Linked DNA regions of Pan troglodytes: region 2 is linked to region 1. A link is a contact called in public HiChIP or PLAC-seq data. All regions are on one chromosome and are shown on one strand. Each heading gives the region's core, a stretch centred on a gene start, on an enhancer-like site or on the middle of the called end of the contact. The rest is flanking DNA. Distances are from core to core; before and after follow the strand shown. Region 1 holds the start of PDE7A (phosphodiesterase 7A). Region 2 holds the start of DNAJC5B (DnaJ heat shock protein family (Hsp40) member C5 beta).

Region 1 (6,430 bases), core at 2,733-5,232:
TTTAGCTCCAAATTTGCTGTTTAGATGGTCTTTGCTATGCTGATTCATGGTCCTTTGTATGTGGCCTGTTTTTACGTATATTCCCTGGAAGATGTTTAAGTTCTTAATTTTGTCCCCATTATTCTAAAATTTCACAACGCTATTCCTTGGTGTCTATCTTTTCTCTGTCCATTATTCTAAGCACAGACTTGGCAATCTCCATCTGGAAATGTGCCTTCCAGTTCTGCTAAATGTTCTTAAATTATTTCCTCCCTATGATTTTCTCAATTCTCTCTTTCTGAAATCATTATCATTTGGACATTTAGCCCCCTGGACTGGGACTTTAATTTTAATGTCTTTTCTCACATTATCTGTATCTTTAATTTTTTGTTTTACTTTTGGGAAGATATATTTAGCTTTATCATCTAACCCATTCATTAAATATTTAGTTTTTTGCTATTATAGTTTTATTTTAAAAGAACTATTTTGTTTCATATCATTCTGCCCTTATACCTTATAATTTCTTATCTCTCTAAGAATATTATTGGGTTTTTTGAAGGGATTTCTCTGTATTGTTTCTGTTTCCCCTTGTTTCTTTTTTCTGTTCATTTCTATCATCTCTCATGCTACAGGATTTTTCAAAATTCTGATAATGCTTGATTGTTCTTTCATGTTTAAGAATGAGATGCTGTTTACAAGCTCCCTGTGCATGGGTGGGGTTTACTTTAGAATTATGTGTGGACCCATTTATTTGGTCGGAGGACTCCCAACTGACAGCACTGACAGCAACTGACAGCAAAACTTCCATTTTTTTGAAAGAGGAATCTTCCAGGCTCTTGCCTGGAGGATATAAACTTGGCTGTTACCAAGTATGCAGACTCTCACTTATGCCACCTCTTTGCATATGGTACTCTCACCTCACCCTCAGCTCTGCCTGGTGAATCCAAGTCCAGAGCCTGTTTGGGTCAGTCCATCCAATCTTCTGCTGAGGTGAAGAAGAGCAAGTTGCCTGTCTGCACAGCCTTGGAGAGGAGATCTGAGGTTCTGACCACTTGTTATAAAGAACTTCAATGATCTTTCCTTTTTCAGCCCACATGGATCCTTGCCTTGCAAGATGGGTGGGGTCTCTAATTTCTGATACTTTCCTGTGTCTCCACAGCAGATATCAGCTGGATGTAGCCCTCTCCACTTGTGAGCTTGGGGTTTAGCTTTCTGTTTTGCTAAGACATGTATAACTTACTCATCACCTTCAGTTTCCAAAACATGAACTTCTTATCAGTTTTCATTTCTCCTTCTTTTCTCTTTGTCCTGAACTAACGCTTTATTTTCTTCTTTCAGTGTCATTTAGGAGAGTTTGAGGAGGAAACAGACAAATACATGTATACAATCTGCTGTGTTTAGCTAGAAATCTTCTGACTGGTTATTCATTAGTGTACTACTATAGAAGTGCTTGTTGATTAGCGTTGGACTACTAAATAGTCTAGGGAACTAATCCTCAAGTGAAATTTTTTCTTCAATTACTCTTTTATTGTATTGTGTGTTTATCATCACATTATAGACATTTTATTTTTACTCACAGTTTATATATTTAATAAATAACTGGGTTTTTTTTTTTTTTTGAGACAGGGGCTTGCTCTGTTGCCCAAGCTGGAGTGCAGTGGCACAATCACAGCTCACTGCAACCTCGACTTTCGGGACTCAAGTTATGCTCCCACCTCAGCCTCCCAAGTAGCTGGAACTCCAGGCACATGCCACCACACCTGGCTAATCTTTGTATTTTCTTTGTAGAGACAGGGTTTCACCATGTTGCCTAGGATATGAATAAGTTTTGTTATAAAATAATATAGGTTTATCTTAGAAAATTTGGCAAACATAATTGATTAGGATAACATTTTAAAAGAAAAGGAAAAACCGCAATCCCACCACTTCTGACATTGTGGCCTATAACCTTGGAGACTACTTTTGGGGTTATATAGAGCTTAGTTTATAAGATTCATCAGGTAAATAAATTGAATTAGTCATTTAAAATCTTCCTACAATAAAAAGTGGAGGTCGCAGATAGTTTTACTAGTGAACCCTATCAGATATCTGTGGAAGAAGTAATCCCACTTTTGTACACCAACACTTTCAGAAAAATAGAACTGTAATGAAACCTTTCCAGCTCATTTTATGAGGCAAATATTGACCCGACACCAAAGCCAGATAAAAACAGTACCAAACAAAACTATAAATCAGTAGGAGCAGAGCAGACTTTTATTTGTAATGCTCTAACCTACTAGGGAATGCCTAAAGGACTGGTCTCCGCTTTGCCTAACTCAGATCTCAAGCAGGGAGAAGCAGTGGCTGCTGCTTGGGAAAGTTGCAGGGAGACTGGCCCGTAGACACCTGGGGTAAGACATTATGGGTAGAGATATATAATAGACCACCAAAGGCCTCAAGGAGAAACTCATTTGGAAAATAAGACATTAAAAAGCAGCTGTGTATACAGAGAAATTTAAAAAGCCACACAATGGCCCGAGCAAGATGCATGCTCATACAAGAACTTGTAAGGTCTTAAGCTTTCTCCTTAAGCTGAAGCTGATCCTAAGGCTTAGAACCATGGGCCACCTAATTAGTGAAAAACTTCCCTGGCACAGGGCCAGTGTGCAAAGACTGGGGGAGGTATCTGTTTTCTCAACTGCCCAATTTTCAGCAATAACAACAAAACTCCCACAAGACATATTTCAAAAACCCAGAAAAACATGTCCCTCTCAAAAAGAAAATAAAGTAGCAGTTACCTTCCCTGAAAAAACACAGACATTAGACGTACTAGACAAATACTTTAAAATAGCTGTCCTTAATATGCTGAAAGAGCTAAGGGAAAATATGGACAGAGAACTAAGTGGAATCAGGAAAACAATATGTAAACAAAATTAATCATTGGCAAAGAGATAGAAATTATAAACTGGAACCAAATTCTGAAGCTGAAAAATACAATAACCAAGTTGAAAAATCTATTAGAGGGGTTCTCCAGCAGACTTGAATAGGCAGAAGAAAGAATAAGTGAACTTGACTATGGGACATGTGAAATTACAAATTCTGAGAAACAGAAATAAAAAGGAGTAAAGAAAAGTGAACAGAGTTTAAGGAACATATGTGACACCATCAAGCAGACTAATGCATGCATTATGGTATTTACAGAAAGAGAAAAGGGAAAGAAGCAGAGAGATTATTAGAAGAAACAATGGCAGAACACTCCCTGAATTTACAGAAATCATGTTTAGATATCTTAGATCAGCCAAATTCAAGTATGACAAACCCAAAAAGACCCAGACCAAGACATTATCACACTGCTGAAAAAAAAAGAATTTTGAGAGCAATGAGAGAAAAGTAATTCTTTATATACATGGGATTCTCAATGAGATTATTATTTAATTTCTCAGCAGAAACCTTGGAGCCAGAAGGCATCCAAGGCATGTGGTCCCCTATAACCTGTTGAGAAAAATATTTGCAACTGATTTACAGATAGTGCTGCATTTTATGGTGCAGACAGTGGACAGCTACAACACGATGGCCCCTCTCTGTGGTGGTTCTAGAGGCGGTGAAGAGAAATACTCCCAGTCAGCAGAACTTGGAGCTGCATACCTGGTTGTTCATTTTGTCTGGAAAGGGGAATAGCTACATGTGGAGGTCTATACTGATTCATGAGCAGTATCTGACTGCTTGGATAGATGGTTTGGACCTCGGAAGGAATATGATTAGAAAACTGGTGACAAGGAGGTCTGGGGAAGGAAAACATGTTGGAAAGATTAAATGGGCACATAATGTGAAGATATTTGTGTTTCATGCGAATACTTTCTAAATATTCAAGTCGGCTATTATATTTCAACCATGTAAAAGCCTCCTTTATAAGAATTTTGCAGTTTTTGATACTTTTTTCTTAGGTACTTTTCTTTTTGTTACAGAAAGTAATGGCATTTCTTTATTTAACTTTTGCTCCCTGTGATAGTTAATTTTATGTATCAACTTGGCTAAACTGTGATGTTCAGTCATTTGGTCAAATACTAGTCTAGATGTTACTATGAAGATATTTGTGGGTGTGACTACCATTTGTAATCCATTGGTTCTAAGCAGATTACTCTCCATGGAGTGGGTGGACCTCATCCAAAGAGTTGAAAGCATTAAGAGCAAAGACTTAGGTTTCCTGAGGATGACTCAGGTCTGCATCAAGACTCCAATGTAGAAACCCTGTCTGAGTTTTCAGCCTGTGGTTCTGCTGTGCAGATTTCAGACTCAAGACTGCAATTTCAACTCTTACTTGAATTTCCAGCCTGCTGGCCTGCCCTACAGATTTCAGACTTGCCAGCCTTCACAAAACATAAGCCAATTCCTTAAAATAACTCTCTCTCCCTCTCTCTATATGTACATCCTATGGGTTGTGTTTCTCTGAACAACCTGATTAATGTGCTGTAAAGAACACTGTAAAGAGCTGAAAAACTCTGGTCTTGAGATACTGTGTGGTATGGTGGAAAACGCATGGCTCTGAAATCATAGACCAGAGTTCACTGGGACAAATGACTTATGGTCTTGTAATCTGATTCCTCATCTGTAGAATCAGGATAAAATTACCTGACTTACGTGGCTATTGCGTTGGGTAAAGTTAAACATTGTAAGTAGAATGCCTGTCATGGTTTTTGGTTCACAGGTGCACAATAGTAACCAACTATGTTGAAGGGGGTTACATTTTTTAGTTATCTACTTAGTGCTCTGAGTGTCATTAAATGATTTAATCAACCTGAGTCTCTTAGATGTTATTAAATGTAATATAGTTATTTTATTTGGCACACAGTAACATCACACCAATATCACCTCCTGGATGGTTAGATTTACACAGAATTCAAACATTATTTGAGGTTAGTTCTTGCCACTTATCTGTGTAAGGTCTAGGGCAAGCGTGTTTCCATGAGCCTATTCTCAACTCAGGTACTAATAATTACCTCATGAGGTTTTTGTGAGAAGTAAACGTGATAACGCAGGAAAACTTGCTCAGTATAATCCCAAGCATATAGTAGATGCTCAATACATCTACTAGAAGTTGTGGGAGTAATTTGGATTTCAAAGATGAGTTGGATCAGCTGTACTAAAGGGGAGCTTACATCATCTAATGAAGACAAAATCCACAAGACCACGTTGGAGGTTATAGTTCTTTTAATAGTAGAAAGCAGACAGGTAGAAAAATATCCACGTAGGAGGTATAAAGTTTTAGCAAGAGAAAAGAAACATGCCATGGGAAGATGATAAAAGGTCTACTTTTGCTCATTTACCGGATTACGTGCATTTGGTATGTGATCTCATCATCAGTGGAAGTTATGCAGTGCTTTCAAAGGCCTTCCACCTTGTCAGTGGCTAGTCATCTCAAATCAGTAGAAAGGTGGATGCCCTAAGAACTGAACCAAAGCAATAATTTTGCCAGCAGGGGAGAGGTTGTTCAGGCTGAAATCCCAAAGGCTGGAATGCATTAGAAACAATCAGTTGATGCTGAAAGCTTTGACCGTTTAGTGAGAAATGTGACAAAATGAACACTCAAATTACATATCTAGCTTACAAAACAGGTCAACAGCTCTTTATCTTTTCTCGCTTTCGAAAAATCTTAAGTCAACAAACAACACTTTTGGTAGAGGGGCATGCAGTCTACTTTTTCCCTTTGTCTTCTCAGTATCATCCTTTCTCATTCTTTTCACCCATACTCTCACTTCTTTCTCAGTCTTGGTTTTTTCCCTTTGTCTCCGGGTCCCCTTCTCACTTCCGAATTCTCGGCTCCCCTCTCCGCCCCTCGGGCTCGGGATGGCCCCGGGGCCGCATCTGCCAGGGGAACGCTGGAGCCTGGCCCCACCGAGGGACTGGCAGTGACGTAGCCAGGAGGACGGTGCTCGCGCGGCCCGCTGACGTCACTGCCGCAGCGGTCTCTAGCGAAACCCATGAATGGGAATTCAAGGAGGGAAAAGCCAGCAGTGACCCCGCGGTCAGGGCTGAGGACGGCGAGTGCGCAGGGTGCTTTGGGTTTCTGGGGTCAGCAGGCCGGAACGGCGCCTCTAGCGCGGGACGAGCAGACCCCATAGCCTAGGCGCGCTGGAACGCACGAATTTAGCGCTCGGGGGGATGCCCCGAAACGGTGGGGCCTCGTGCGCACGCGCCTCGACTGGCGAGGAGCTAGGGAAGGGAGTTACGGCGGGGCGTGAAGGGAACTGCGGATGAGATAGATGGGGGAAAACGTTTGTCGGGAGGCGACTCCAACAGAGCTTCAGGGTGCAGAACACAAGGAAGGCTACTGTCGCCCTCGGCCGCTTGCCAGTCTCCCTGGGCGCTGCGGCGGCGCGGGGCGCTGGGCCTGCGGCGCGGCGTCGTGACGTCACGGTGGCGGCAGCCGTGGTTGGCGCAAGGTCCGCGGCTGCAAAGTGTGAATTACGCCGGG
Region 2 (6,430 bases), core at 2,442-4,941, 180 kb before region 1:
CATCCACATCACATTTAATATGGATCCCTGCTCCCCAGACAGCAGGATACCCTTTACCCTTACAGGGCATTGGAATAATGGGACCACAGCTTGTAGCTTTCAGTAGGAGACACAATTAAGAGGAGGAGGATGAGGAGTGGCTTGAAAGGAGGATGAGGGGATCAGGTGATGGGTATCCTAAAAGCCCAAACTTGACCACTACACAATCTATGCATTTTTAAAAATTGCACTTGTACCCCATATATTTATACAAATACAATAAAAATTAAAGCACATTGGGTTCTACTCTCTGGAGCAGCATGAAGCATGCCTCTGGAGGTCAGCAAAGATGAGGGGAAAAGACACTAACTAGAGTGCTTGCTTCACAGCTGTGCCAAGGACTTGACTCCCCATGCATTTTAGAGCATAACCTTCCCCCTTCTGAGGTTCCCATGGGATAGCAGGGTAAACAGCAGGAGAGCTCCTTCTCAGCCCTGGTGGCACCAACGCCCCTTGGCTCTGGGTCACATTCCTCCACAGACTTCACAGGCCTCAGGTTACAAAGGCCCTGTTGCACAATTCTTGGGAGAGTGGGCATGGGGGCTGGGCTGGGATGACAGGCAGTGTCCTGCGCGTGTCGGAGATCCAGTGTGGCCGCCTGCCAAGGTGCCTCAGGGGACGGCAGCAAGAGGAGACTCTGCTGTCTCAGGATCTTCAGAGAGGTAGCTTCCTTTTGCTTTTTTTCCTTCCAAGCCTCTTAAATAAAACTTGTCAAGGCTGCATCTTCTCCGGTAATTCAAGAGAAAACATTTCAAAAGTTTGCTTGGCATACCTGTGTTTCATTTTACTGGAGAGATTTGAAACTTCAAAACCGCAATGAAGAATCCTGAAACTAAAACTTCTTTTATCCCTCTGTTTTTCACAATTAGCTTTCTTCTGCAGTTATACACTGTAGTGTGTGTAAAATTACTCAATATATTACACAACTTTTAAAATTAATAAGGAAGCTGAAAGTTATTACAACAACTGTTTAAAGCCTATGCCATGATGGAATGCTCTTTCTTATGCTCCTTCTTGTTGGTAATTGCTTCATAATTATCTTTTATTAAAGGCAACCTGCATGTAATACCAGAAACATATGGAAAATCCTTACAGGAAGTACACATTTTAGTTGGCTAAAAAACAATCTAATGGCCTAGAAAATACTTACCAGACATCTCTAAGGTTAATGATGGCGCTGATGACTATAAAAGTTAGGTCTCTATTTATATTTAAAAATTCTTCATTTCATTTCATTTTCTTTCAGAATTTGGATCTTTGGGCTGATATTAGTACATTTGCAATGAATTTAATTGGAAAAACGCTGACTACCTGCACCCAGGGACTGCCTGGGCTCAAACTTGCAGATTAATTACGGATGCAAGACATATATAGCTTCATGTATGTCAAACCCTGGACAAGTCTAAGGAGGCTCCTCCTACACTATCATGTTAATTCCAAATAGAATATTAATTCATGGGATAAGTCACAGAAGGCTCATATAGAAGATATATTAGGTAAGTAAGTGTAGGTCGGATACCACGGATGGATGTAATAGCCAGCCCCACACCTGCCAGATAAAGTGTTTACTCATCTGTACATTCAAGGGTGTACACACACACATTCATAAACAAAGTATTATCTACCTAAACAGGAAAAGACAAGGCCACAGGAAGACCGTATATTTATTATAAAGTAAAAATCTGGTAAATTGTATACTTTTTTTAAGAAAAAAAGGATTACTTCTAATCAGCCCTCAATTTACAGTAGCTAGTCAATTTCCCTGGATTTATTTTCACTGTTATCTCAGTGTTTTGAATGGGTTCTTCGGTGCTTTTTCTTGTCATTGACCAAAGCTTATTTTGTATGGAGGTGCAGAGGCTAGGAGAATATCTGCTTTTACCAATAACCACACCAAGGTGATAAATGAGATTTCCTCCTTTTAGAATATTCTAACTTAGAAAATCAAAGAGTTAGTTCAAATATGAACCAATACATTCATTCATTGTGGGGCAGAGTGTATTGGAGAGGCCACCAGGCTAAGAGTGAGGGGGCTTAAACTTTAGTCCCCAGCACTAACTAGCCTGATACCCTTAGCTGAGACACTTCTCTGTGTGGTTTCTCCTGGAAACGAAGCTGTGGAATGGATGATCTTCTAGTTCCCCTCCGACTCTAAAATTCTGCAGTATGTGACAGGCTGCAGCAGCATGTGACTAACACAAGGGTCAGGGAATGTTACAGTCAATAAATGCAAATGGAGATGAGTTAGGACATTCTGTGTTTTGTGGGTATTATCTGAGGTTCAGCTTAAACTTAGTTTTCAATGGCTATCAATGAAGGAAGCCTAAAAACTGGGCCAATGAGATTTTAATGTTCAAGGTCTTAAGTGGTTATGATTAGATCATAACCTAATTGTGAAAATCACAGTGACTTCTGTACAGAAGTTGAATGTGTGCTATAAAGTTTATGTGCAAGTATATTTTGCTTTTATCTGGATCTCTCAGTTTTACATGCTTTGGGGACTATTACTACTTTCATAGAGTGTGAGAGTATTGACCTTACTGCTGTGATATATTTATTCGTGATGTGTTGGAGGCCAAGGAGAGTTAGAGTTGTGTCCTGTGGATAGAGAATCCATCTCCTCCTCTTCTTGTCGATGGCTGTTGGGGTCCCCTGTGGGTAACTGACCTACCTGTCAGAACATGGACTCTTACTCCCACTGAGGGAGCATCGCCATCAACTCTGACCTTGCAGGCAGAGCTCAGCGTGCCTGCCTGAGCTGTCCTGTGCTCCAACTCCGGGGTTGCAGTGTGCTAAGACCCAAGGGAGTCCACATGGGGATGAGTCAGGGCCTGGCGCTGGCCCCGTGCTCCGCCCCACTGGTAAACAGAACAGTTCTTTGCCGTCACTCAGAGCCTCTCAGGGCCCCAAGACTCCAGGAAGAAACAAGTGTTGTAGAAGCCAAAACCCCAAGGCAAGGTAAAGAAAACAGAACTGTCCGCATCCCCAGCAATGATTTCACTGGCAGAAGTTGCTGGGGGCGGGGTGGGGGGTCCGGTATATGTTCCAGCAGAGCTGTTTTACTTACTTCTCAACCAAAAGGCCCTTCTCTTTTACTCTTTATAGGGGTATCCTTTTGCCTTTCAAGATTTGAACTTTCAAAACTTGACCTTAGAGTCAGTCTTGCTTGCTAACCCATAATACAACTTTGCACCTTTTATTACTTTTGTTTGTTTTTGTACTGGCTTCTATTAAAATACTTCCTTAGTTAACTTATTTTTGTTTACTCTACCCTGTCATCCGGGGAGGGGCTATTGAAAGAAAAAAACCTCTAAATAGAAATATATCACCAGCAGCACAAGTGGACTACAGACTCGGAAATGTCCTCACCGTCCGGCTTCATGGCAAGCAGCCTGGCTGTTGGCAAGATGCGCCCAGCTCTGCTTCTGCTCGTGTGGAACCTTACATTACCCTAACGCAGCTGGGGCACACGCCGTCTGTGCTTATACTGTTCTTCTTAAGCTTGGAGACACACTCACCTTGAGATCTCTCCTCTTTTTCATTTAGACACTGGCAAGTCCTGTTCTGAGCTTAGCAATGCCAAGTACCTGAACTGGAGGCATGGCTGGCTGATCCCTTCTAGCTCCCTCCAGTAGTGTCCCACCTTGGCTATATCAGTAACTGCGCCTCCTGTTATTTCTCCTTCCCGGTTGTCAAGGTCAAACCTGGGCTGGATATTGTGATGTCACAGAGTGGAATCCTCGCTCCTCCAGATGGTCCAGCTGAGGCCCTCTTGGACAACACTTCCTCTCCTGCCCACGGTGGGAGGTTGGGAAGGACATTCCCCCATTTCCATTTGCTCTGCCATTCGAAACCTTGTGAGGGCCCTCAGGGAAGAATCCCTTTGCAGGTCATAAACTGACCTACAGAATTATGGGATCTTAACTGTGGGGAGAGACCTAGAAGACCGGCTAGTGACCAGATTCTCATCTAACTCCTTTCTTTTTTTTACAGATGAGGAAACTGAGGCCCCACGTGGTGAAGTGGCAGATCTGATTCTAGAGCCCAGGTGCCCTCAGTGTCAGCCCCTGCCATTCTGACCATGCTGCACTCAGATCTTGTTCTACTCTCTGGAGTTTGTCCACATCACAGTTTTCTGGTAGCTCATCAGACAATTTTTACCCGAATCCACCCACAACAAGAGACCATTTGGATAATGTACATTATGGGAAGAGAACAGAGTCTCGGTGAAGATCATGTTTCCCCAGCAACACAGGTGCCAGGAGTAGCTGGCTCTGGTCCCAGCCCAGACTCAGAAATCCTGAGCCACCAGACCATTTCCAGATTAACAAGTAAGGTGACTTCTGAGCAACTAATGTTTTCATTGAGATTTGATGATAAGCAGCAAAGCTCAAATGAAAGTCCAGAGTTAGTGTTGGCAGGGCGAGATGGCTCATGCCTGTAATTCCAGCACTTTGGGAGGCTGAGGTGGGAGGATCACTTGAGCCCAAGAGTTTGAGACCAGCCCGAGCTATATAGTGAGACCCCATCTCTACAAAAAATACAAAAATTAGCTGGGCGTAGTTGTGCGTGCCTATAGTTCTAACTACTCAGGAGGCTGACAGGGGATGATCGCTTAAACCCGAGATATCAAAGCTGCAATGAGTCGAGATTGCACCACTGCACTCCAGCCTGGACGGCAGAATGAAACCTTGTCTAAAACACACACACACACACACACACACACACACACACACACACACACACACACACAGTATTGATTACAGCGCTATACCAGGTTCTAGTGTTGAGTAAGGGACAGGGAGGAGCAATCTGTAAAGAAATAGAGTCTCACTGGAATTTCATTCTTCATTATTTCATACCCTTCACTTTTTCTAGACGCTAACCCCATATGATACTAAAAAGTATCTGTATTGCATCAGACGACGTATCTGTGAAGTCAGAGAATTGTGCTTTAAGAATCTCTCAAGAGGAGAACATATATTGGGCTTTCATAATACCAATAACATTTTACATCATGCTTCATTTACAAGCTATTTTCACACATATCACTCTATTTAATCTTCACAACTTGGTGAGATAAACAAAGTATTATTTTCAGTATAATTTTCTGGATGAGAAAATTATAGCTTAGAGAAGTTGTGTCTTGCACGAGATCACAAAGCTAATTAAGTGGAAAGGTTACTTAACATTAACTACAAACCAGATCTTCCACCAAGCCTTTTCCCCACCACAGGGCTTCGCTGGTTGGGGAGAAATTGTCATTTGGTCCCAGAACACACTTGAAGGCCACTGCCTTAAGCAACCCTTTGAGTAACAAGGAAGAAAGTATTCCCATAGGTCATAAATACTGCTTTACTAACTTCCTAAATGTCTTCATAAAATCTTAGGGAAATGGTTAATGGACACTAATTTTAAACTTTAAAATAATATAATTATTGCCCTTTCTTCCAACAATTCCACATCTGTGAATTCTCCTAAGAGAACCATTATGGATATGAAAAATATTTAGCTACAAGAGGTTTTTTGAAGCACTGTTTATAACAGAAAACATATATGAAGCTCAGCATTGGAAAAGTGGTAAAATGGATTATGCTGAACTCAAGAAAATAATGTCAGGGTTTCCCACACTTTGATTATTCATGTGGCATCTTCAGAATATTGCCATCTGCACTAATATTTACTTAACATTTTCCTTTAAATTAATTCATACATTTTACTGGAATAAAATTATTTAAAGGTATTTTTTATTATTAACATAAGTAGAAATACAGTATTAATTGCCTTAAATGTCAGATGACAATAAAAACAAATACAATGAAAACAAAGTAATGTTATTAATGCATGAATTTGGTCCCAATACCTTGAAGAAAACATATGACTGATTTAATAAAATCACAAGTAATCCCTTTTTTTTGCCATCACAAACTTCACCTTTCTGCATTAAAAAATCTCTTTTTTTACCTCTGATCTATAAAAGGTTCAATGGAAAAAAGATATGCAGTGTGTGTCTGACCCCAAATCACAGTTAGATATATTTATGCATACCTTGCATACTAAATCAGTAATTCTCAAAACTTGCTTGAAAGGTCACCTTGCTTAGAACAGGGTATTCCTCTGGCAGGATATGCAGGGATCAAACCTCTTTGCTCAATGCAGTCTTCCTCCAGCTATCATCTCAGGGCAAATAAAAATGACATCTTTCCTTGTGTTTTGTCTTGGCTGAGCATACTCAATACTGTACATTCTGTGGAGGTGTGGGTTATGCCGCATCCTTTGAGCATACATCCCTGTGTTGAAACAGGTGCACACCTGTAGCAGAGGCAGGCAAAGCCTCACACCTGGAGCACACAGAAGCTTCAGTCCCCTATGGCAGTGATGAGGGAAGCCT

The links. HiChIP or PLAC-seq counts read pairs in DNA pulled down with a chosen protein or histone mark.
Region 2: a contact with region 1 is called in an H3K4me3 HiChIP or PLAC-seq map of stem cell-derived excitatory neurons, with 2.1 times the contacts expected there. The contact joins the promoter of DNAJC5B here to the promoter of PDE7A in region 1. A contact is called at or near these places in 3 of 7 Hi-C or Micro-C datasets (blood, a lymphoblastoid cell line and stem cell-derived neural progenitor cells) and 1 of 1 datasets of contacts at active chromatin or transcription factors (stem cell-derived excitatory neurons).

What each region holds. Positions count from the first base shown.
Region 1 is chr7:74,485,395-74,491,824 of NHGRI_mPanTro3-v2.0_pri, reverse strand. PDE7A (phosphodiesterase 7A) reads left to right here and starts at 3,982. Exons shown (of 14, transcript XM_063816332.1): 1 at 3,982-6,000. The coding sequence starts at 5,534.
Region 2 is chr7:74,663,966-74,670,395 of NHGRI_mPanTro3-v2.0_pri, reverse strand. DNAJC5B (DnaJ heat shock protein family (Hsp40) member C5 beta) reads right to left here and starts at 3,691. Exons shown (of 6, transcript NM_001246535.1): 1 at 3,558-3,691. LOC104007631 (a long non-coding RNA gene) reads left to right here and starts at 2,927. Exons shown (of 5, transcript XR_001720219.3): 1 at 2,927-2,997; 2 at 4,033-4,370.